Linked DNA regions of Mus musculus: region 2 is linked to region 1. A link is a contact called in public promoter capture Hi-C data. All regions are on one chromosome and are shown on one strand. The core of a region is the stretch at or near the end of the contact, and the rest is flanking DNA. Distances in the headings are between cores, read along the strand shown.

Region 1 (4,334 bases), core at 1,233-3,732:
TCATCCCCCAGTGCGATGCAGTCAGCTGATCACAACTAAAGGTCATCATTTCCCCCCAAACTTCGAGCTGGTGTGTGAAACAAGGCATCCTTGTTTGAGTACTGAATCTTTAACCCTGAGTTTGATAAACTCAATATAGAGGACATTTTATGATTTTTTTTTTAAAAATGAAATTTAAATATGTAGAGACTGCATCTCTCTGCTGCCTTCTTGAACCAGAAGGCAGAAGGACAAGTTTTTGTTTTTGTTTTTTCCTGAGATCCTTTTCGTTTTGTGGGAGCTGAGCATTTAAGAGCTTACTCCTTCATTGCCCCATGAAGGAGCAAAGTTAGGATCCATTCTCACCTGATTGAACTCCGAAAAACAAACTACGGACTCTCTCGGTCATTTCAATAAACAATTAGCCAGCCTAGGTTTTATTCAACTGTAAACTGCCTAGTTCTTCTTTTTCCCTTGCTAGCTTCTGTTTGACCCAAGGCAATGCTATAAGGATGCTGGGAAGATGCTGTGACTATCACTTGAATTGAGGATGGAGAGCACACTGTATTTTCATAAGTAGAAACAATAGATGACTTTGGAAGGTCACTTGGGGGTCTCATTCAAGCTAACCCTGAAAGAGAACTCTAGACATGGAGACTTTAATGAAAGGACAAGATGCCCTCTTGAGGTCACAGCCCAAAGACTAACCCCAGTTCTCACTCAGGAGCTGTTTGACCCCTCCCTCCTCTGCCGCTTCCCTCTGGGTAATCTACTCATATTTTTCTCATTATCCCTAAAGGAAGACAGAGGAAAACAAAATATCAGGGGTCTCTCCCTCTTCTCTTAAGGGAAGACAATTATGGTAAATAGTGCATTCATTTCTGCAGAGGAAGCACTGTTAGAAAGCCTTGCTTGCAGCGATTTTCCAGTATTTTGTCTACCTCTCCCATGTTTGGTGTTTGCTATCATTGGCTCTGGTTCCCAAGCCATTCACCAGAGCCTTCGAGAAACAGGGCAGCCAACCGCAAGATCATGTGGATTCAGGTCAACCAAGACACATCTCCTTTTCACGTTTATTTCATTTTGTTTTAAGATCACAGAAGAGCAGAGCATTCATACGTGTAAAGTAACAGAAGAGAGAACCAGAATTTAAATACATTTAAAAAGAAAAAAAAAAGCTTTTCTTTAATTTTAATTTTTTTTTACACACATTGCGCTTTTTTACTTTCCTTCACAGAGCTAGTATTCAGGGAAAAAATATCCACCCAATAAACAAAAATAAAGTAACTTGAGCGACAAATCAACTGAACCAGAAAATGGCCATGTTTTTATATCGTCAAGGGAAGATCAGTTCATGTCTACAGGGCTGGAAAAAAGGAATATATTTTATATATATATTTATATGCATATAACACTGTTAATGAGGAGACGTCTAACCAAGAACAGGATTTATACAACCTCCAGGAGAGCAAATGGAAAGGGAGGGTGAAGCAGGGCTGGGGAGAAGTGGGAGGTATCCTTCCCTCCCCTTTTTATTTCCTCCCTTTAGCCCCCCCCCCCCCCCCCCAGCAAATACTTATGGAGCAGAACGTGGCCGAAGTTCACCAGGATGAACCGTGTTCATGCTCAGGTGAAGAGCAAAGACTTAGGTAAGGGAGTTCAAAAGAGGCTCCTGACGGGTGGCGAGGGTTGCTGTGGTACGCCAGGAAGCTAGCTCCGTGGATTTTCTTCAATTGCAAGAAGCAGATTTTTACCGTGCCTAGATATTACACAGGGGGGGTTGTGTTGGGAAGAATGTAGCTGTCGGGTGGACTCACGAGCACCATCCAAAAAGCTGTGCCTAGGAAGGATCGATGGGACTGGGGAGGTGTTGGGTGGGCGGGTCTCTCTCCCCTTACAGAGTGTCCAGAGTACCGTAAACCCACTGCGCATCCTCATATAAACAGTGATACCTAACGCCGGAGGTGGTGATGAGTGAACTCTGCTCCTCGGTGTCCAGGAGAGCCCTATTCTTTGTGCTCTTTGGGAAGATTCATGAAAAAAAGGTGACCGGACAAGGTGTTGAGCTGAATGGTGAAGACAGAGTGGGACTCACAAGTGGACCTGCGCTGAGTCGGCTCAGGATGTGGCCCAACAGAACAATCCCTCCGTTACTGCTCCGGAAACTTAACTTTCACATTTGGTTTTAGCTTTTACATCTCTCACTCTCTTTTAACCCTGCCTCCCAGATAGGCTTTTTTGTCCTGTTTCACTCATGGCTGCTTTAAACTATACCAATTCAAGCTGTTAAAAAAAATAAAAAAATAAAAAGAGGCCCCTCTGTAACCACTTGGTCAATCTCACAGTCTATTTATTAGTCAAGTCTCAAGAAACGTCTGTAAGAAACCCCTTCTCTTGCCTGTTTTTCACAAAACAGCCTTTTTTGAACTTGCTTGGGACCAGCTGACAACGCCCAGTGACACACATTTACCATAATGAAGCACTTGGCCAAGGATAAGAGAAAGCTGATATTTCCTCTCACATGTGCAACTTCCTCATTTGTTACGTACATAATGCCCGATCTGGCCATTTTCCTACCCATGAAAGGCTATTAGGCTACAGTTCAACTGTTACATTTCCCAATATTACGAACAAGGCAGCCACCTCAGCTATTTTGGTGCCCTCGCTTTAATATGAAAATGCCTTTCCTCTGTATCTCTAAGAAATTTTCTCAGAAAAGAGATACAGAACTGGTCCAGAGCCCCTGTGGTTCTAGAAGGTGCTATGTTGTGGAGACAGAGGGGGGTGGGTTTAGAGAAAACCAGAGACCAGCAAATAGCTCTTCGTGGGTGGCAGCATTTAATGAATTTTAATTCATAGTCAGAATCAGAAGGTTTAGAGGTGGGAGAGACCATGAAGTGTCCTTTGAATTCTTGACTTTCCAGATGAGAAAACTAAAAACTCAGGAACTGGAATTAACTTGCCTGTGTCAGCATCTCACAGCTTTTTGTGTGGCGAGACCCAAAGCAACAGCCCCATTTTCTTGGCTCCAATCCTGATACACCTTTCATGTTACAGATGCCCTTTGTCCTTGGTAGATGAATGTAAGCCTCAGTGTGAAATCTCTTCCTACAATAGTCTGGTATGACATTCATATCATCTCTCTTGATGAGTCTGTCAGTCGTTCTGATTAAATAAAGTAAAGGTCTATGGGACACTGTTAAATCAGCAGATACACCTGGGAGTGACATTTTCATTCAAATGACTTTGTACCTTACTTTTAATCCATTGGCCTGTAGATCCACAAGGCTGCCAGGGATAATGATGATAATAATAATAATGATGATGATAATAATGATACAGGGAGATTCAGCAAAATATTTCTCAAGGATATAACATATTTCAAATTAGGATGACAAAGATATTTGCTGAGTCTGGTTAAGTGTAAAACAGTCCAAAAAATGGGGAGTGTGTAATAATCTGTTCATGTAAGTACTGGTGAATCTGTTGGAGCGATTTAAATAAAGACACAATATAATATGTATTAGCTGGCAAGAAACCAGTAACCCAGGCCCAGGAGTCCCTGCTATCCTAGTCCTCTTTCTTTCCGTTTGCCTAGGGTTGGTTGGGTCAGGCTGGAGAATCTCCACTGAGGGAGAAGGAGCAAAGAAAGCCAGCTGACCTTGGCTAGAAGAGCGTCTAAGTGTTCTGAGTGTCTGCTTCCTTTGGCTAAGGCAACACATTTGTAACCATGTCAGGCTTGCTTCTAAGTCCACTGACCTACAAAGAGCTTTGGGTTTTGTTCTTCTTATTTTGACTTCTTTTTCTTTAAGATTTATAGGTTTAGCTGAACTTGGGCTCTGCATGAAAAATGAAGTTTACATAGTTTATATTATGTACATAAACTAGTGATTTACATTGATTTACACATGATTGGTGCCTAATTTATTAATCAGCACAGTATGCAAATGCGCTGACGAGAAATCAGGATTTTAAAAATAAGTTTTCTACAATATCCATAAACATTCCACTGGCGTGAATGCTAAATCTAAACCTAAGCTTAACGCCAGCCACCTCACCAAGAAGAATGTGCTATACACTGGGAGCAAAACCAAATTCCTTCTTGAGGTTCACTTGGTGACATTTGAGCAGCAGAGCTAAATGCAAACGAGGGGGGTTTACGTTCCTCCCCACCGGTGTGCACGTAAATGCGAACTTCATTTTACATTTAGTGAGATGTTTACAGATATGATGTCAACCATAATGGGGAATTTACATCACTTGGGCAGACTAAGTCTCTGGAGGAGAAACATTTTTAATAACTTAAGCACGAAAGATTTCCTAAAGTAGGTTTGTGTTTCTTAACTTGGGGTCTA
Region 2 (4,334 bases), core at 1,343-3,842, 1.5 Mb before region 1:
GACTTACCCCACCCAGCTTGCTGCATGAAGTCTGACCAGGCCTACTTAGTCCTCTGGCTCAGTAGTCAAAAGGGACAAAGGGGGCACGAGGCTTATTTTAGAATTCCAATTTCTAGTTGAAATTGGAGTCAGGCTCTGACTGCCCTCAAAGGGTCACATTTTGCTCTAGGAAGTCACTCAGTCCCCAAAGCAGACCAGACCTGCTTTCCTGATTTTTAAAAGCATGCCAAACAAGGATGATTTTGGTCCTGAATATTTGGCTCTACAATCTATTCATTGTTACCCCTAACTGTCTCTGAAGACCAGCACTGCCTGATACAGACTATCTTCCTTTTCAGAAGATGGCCTTTTTAAAAAAAGATTTGTTATTTCTGTCTATGTGTGAAACTGTGTAAGTATCTGTCACCTGTGTGTGGGTGCCCGCAGAAGCCAGAAGAGGGGATTTGATCCTTTAGAGTTGAACTTACATGCAGTTGTGAGCCACCTGATACACATGCTAGAAATCAACCTGTAGTTCCATGGAAGAGCAGCGTGTGCTCTGAACTGTTGAGTCATCCCTCCAGCGGCAGCAGAAAAGTCTTACAAACATTTTCACATATAGTTGTGCATGTATGTGCATATGTTTGGGTAAGTGGGAACAGGTGTGAGGATACACACAGGGCACTGCTGAGTACGGAGGTGTCTTAGTTAGGGTTTTGCTGCTGTGAACAGACACCATGACAAGGGCATCTCTTATAAGAACAACATTTAACTGGGGCTGGCTGCCAGGTTCAGAGATTCAATCCATTATCATCAAGGCAGGAGCATGGCAGCATCCACGCAGGCATGGTACAAGAAGAGCTGAGAGTTCTCCATCTTCATCTGAAGACAGGTTAGCAAAATACTGGCTTTCAGGCAGCTAGGATGAGGGTTTTAAAGCCCACACCCACAGTGACATGCCTATTCCAAAAACGCTACACCTACTTGAACGGGGCACACCTTCTAATAGTGCCACTCCTTAGGCCAAGCATAAACAAACCATCACAGGAGGTCAGAGGACAACCGTGGGAGTCAGTTCTCTTCTTCCACTATGTGGGCACCAGTGATCCAGCTCAAGTTGTCATGCTTGGTGATGCCCACCCTTAACTGCTGAAGCATCTCTCTGGGCAAGAAGTCTTTAACTTTTCCCTTCTAAAACCAACTCTTAAGTTTTTTGCATTTTCCAAAATGGGACAAATCTACTTTCTTTTGTTTCTACACACATGATACAAAAGCAGACTGTTAATTTTGTAGCCTTTTTCTGGGTTGTGTTCTTCCCACCAGCCCTTGCCCCTGTGGTTTTTCTGTCCAGGTAACCAAGTTTGGCAACTCTCATCATGTCTAGCCCCAGCATTTTACCCTGAATACATATTGGATCTTACTGTTTCTTTGGCTAAAAGGCATTCAGATGTTAAAAAAGTGGTGGAGAGGCTGGCTTTGGTGGTGGTGCATGCCTTAAATCCCATCACTCAGGAGAGAGAGGCGGGCAAGAAGATCTCTGAGTTTTTAAGCCAACCTTGTCTACAGAGTGAGTTCCAGCTCAGTCAAGGCTTCCCAGAGAAGCCCTGCCTCAAAAACAAAACAACAACAACAAAAGTGGTGGAGATGTATTTTTTATGTAAGCCTTGAAGGCTGTGGAGAAGCTGGTAAGTCAAACACTGTCTACAGGTCTAGAGGAGGGGCCTAGGGTGCATGAGTCACTGTGTAGATTTGTGAATGAACAGAACCCAGGATGGGGAGGAAGCTGATCAGAGACAGAGGGACCCTGCATACAGAAGAGAGGGACAGAGGCCTGGCTGTTGAGAATCATTTGTGCACTGGTGGGATGGGCAGGGCATGAGGCTTTGGATGTCCCCTGGTGAGAATAGAGATCTTCAGGCTGTACATCATGGGGCATGGCCAATACAGCTCTGCCAAGAGCCCAGGCGATAGCTGACGGTGTCCTCTCCATCTCCTCTCCCAGTGGCTTTACAGAGACGAACTTTGGTCAACTCTTGAGCGCTGAGCAATTCTTTGCCGACCCTCGTCTCTTCAGAGCTTGTAGGACCTTTTAAATGAAGGAAAGGATGGAGGGAGAAGGGGAAGGAGAGAGAAAGAAAAGATGATGTCCTAGTTTGGTTTCTGTTGCCGCTGCCCTGACAAAAAGTAACTTAGAGGAGAGGGGGCTTATTTTAGCTCACAGGGCCAGGTTACAGTCTGTTACTGTGGCAGGAACTTGAAGCAGCAGGGCAGGGCAGGGCAGGGCAGGGCAGGGGAGGGGAGGGGACTGACTCATCAGAAATACTTCTTCAGAATCCTGTGCGTCACCTACCCTTGAATGCTTTAGATAAAAGTTGGTGTTTCAAAAAGTGCATCAAGAGAACTTAAAAACAACAGATCGGCTGGCTACCCAAGTAGTCAATATACGAGTTGCCCAAGACCCGTGTATCTCTAACCACATGTTTTATTTGTTTTTACAGTGTGTTTCCTTCATGGCCTTTCTTGTGGCTCACCCTATGTGGCTTTGTGTACTTGTTAAGAAAACATTACACGTTTGACACTGCTCTTACCTAAGTCAGTTTTTCCGAGACCCTCTTTTCACCAGCTTGGTTTCACCTTACAGCTGCAGTGAGCCAGTTTCAGTTGGAGGAGAGGCCACATCCACTTTGCTGTAGGCCTCTGGTTAGAAGCATGCATGGCTGGCTGCTCCTGGTCTGGGTCCAGGGGCTGATACAGGCTGCCTTCCTCGCTACAGGTAAGGCTTGCAGACCTAGCAGAGCAGAGACACCTAGCTTGGCACAGACACCAGGATGCTCAGGTAGAGAAAGCTCTAAGTATATGCCTAGGCCTGTATGTATGTCAGCTTCTGTGTATGTATGTGGTTCTGAGGCTCTGTGTGACCACATGGTAAGAGGCAATCGCTGAGAAAGGGATGCATACACGTTTGGGATTGCAGAGGAAGGACTTCATAGATCCTCTGGGTTAGGGACTCTGACTGGACAGCTGTTCAAGAGGGAAGCTGGGGAATAGACTAAGATTGGGAGCCAAGAAATCTCCTGGAAACCCATTTCTCTCCTGCTCCATTTTCTTTTCTGTTTCTGAGGAACTCCTAGAACAATGTTCCAGTTAGTTCTCTGTTGGTCAGAAATACCTGCTTCTCAGATTTTCATAGTCTACCACTAATATGAGAGACTAAATTCTGTTGTTTCTATTCTATTACAAATTGTAGATAAACATTTCTGAGGGAAGGAAACAAAATATTTAGAGACTATACTACAAATTAGTTTAAAGGCTGAACTTATAAGACTGAAGGTAGAGAGGAGCCAAGGTGGGGCAGGCTGGTAGGTAGCAAAGAAGTTGGCTTCATCTAGGAGAAGGCCTTTCTTCCCCTCTTACCTCTCCTCTACTGTCTTCCCTTCCTCTCCCCTCCCCTTCCTTCTTCTCCCTTCTTCCCCTCCCCTTCCCTCCCCTCCCCTCCCCTCTCCTCCCCTCCCCTCCCCTCCCCTCTCCTCCCCTCCCCTCCTATTTTCTATGTTTCCCTCCCCTTCTCTTCCCTTCCATTACTTCTCCTTTCCCTTCTTTCCCTCTTTCTCATTGTCCTCTCTTCCCCTTCCCTCTCTCTTTTGCTTTAGTTTGTTTCTTTGACAGATACATGGTCTTTCTATGTTTCCAAGGCTGGTCTGGAATGCACTATGATCCTCCTGCCTCATCCTCCCATGTACTTGGATTAAAAATATATGCTGCTACTTCTGGCTGAGAAGTAGATTCAAGTTTCCTTTCTCTGTGTTCTCTCTCTCTCTCTCTCTCTCTCTCTCTCTCTCTCTCTCTCTCTCATTTTCCTGACATCCCAAATGCCAATCAAATAGCCCAGTTCTATTTTCAAAACATAGGGCTAGACACAAGGCTAGACTGCTGGAACCTAGAGAGAAGTACAAGATATGTTGGTGTCGGGCTGATAGTCTAAGTGGGAAAGTTAAATAAGTTCATTGAAAGCAATCAGCCACCTAGCCAGGAAGCCGAGCGGAACATCCTGAGCGGACAAAGTGCTAGAAGCCTTGTAGTAAGAAGCCAGACATCTAATAAGACAACATTTAATAATACATCGCATGCAGGGGAAAAGGAAGGGCTTAAAGCTAGGGTCCTCAGGTAAGGAGGAAGCACAGCTCTGACTGATGGGTGAGGATGAGGCAGGTTGGCAGGAGCAAGCTTCAGAAGCAGCCATGGGGAGCAGGATGGGAACAGAGTCCATGGGAAAGGGACCATGGCTGGGGCTTCAGGCCTCGAGTGACAGGCAGAGGAAGAAAAACTCTGGAAATCAATGATGGTCTCTATGGGGG

The links. Promoter capture Hi-C pulls out the DNA fragments that hold promoters and counts their contacts.
Region 2: a contact with region 1 is called in a promoter capture Hi-C map of the HPC-7 cell line. The contact joins the promoter of Tigit here to the enhancer-like site in region 1. A contact is called at or near these places in 12 of 39 promoter capture datasets (the 3T3-L1 cell line, 3T3-L1-derived adipocytes, the C10 cell line and 9 more), 2 of 115 datasets of contacts at active chromatin or transcription factors (a colorectal cancer cell line and trophoblast stem cells) and 2 of 9 other capture datasets (liver and macrophages).

The regions. Positions count from the first base shown.
Region 1 is chr16:42,178,384-42,182,717 of GRCm38.p6, reverse strand. Lsamp (limbic system-associated membrane protein) reads right to left here. Exons shown (of 7, transcript NM_001347236.1): 7 at 1,039-4,334. Among named protein-coding and RNA genes, the nearest start is that of Mir6540, 120 kb to the left of the region's middle. Within about 2 kb of position 2,482, at least 6 of the 459 cell types and tissues checked have an H3K27ac peak or open chromatin away from gene starts, as enhancers often do. A contact at or near this core is called in the HPC-7 cell line, where this site is marked.
Region 2 is chr16:43,662,442-43,666,775 of GRCm38.p6, reverse strand. It overlaps Tigit (T cell immunoreceptor with Ig and ITIM domains), which reads left to right and starts at 2,592. Exons shown (of 4, transcript NM_001146325.1): 1 at 2,592-2,752. The coding sequence starts at 2,689.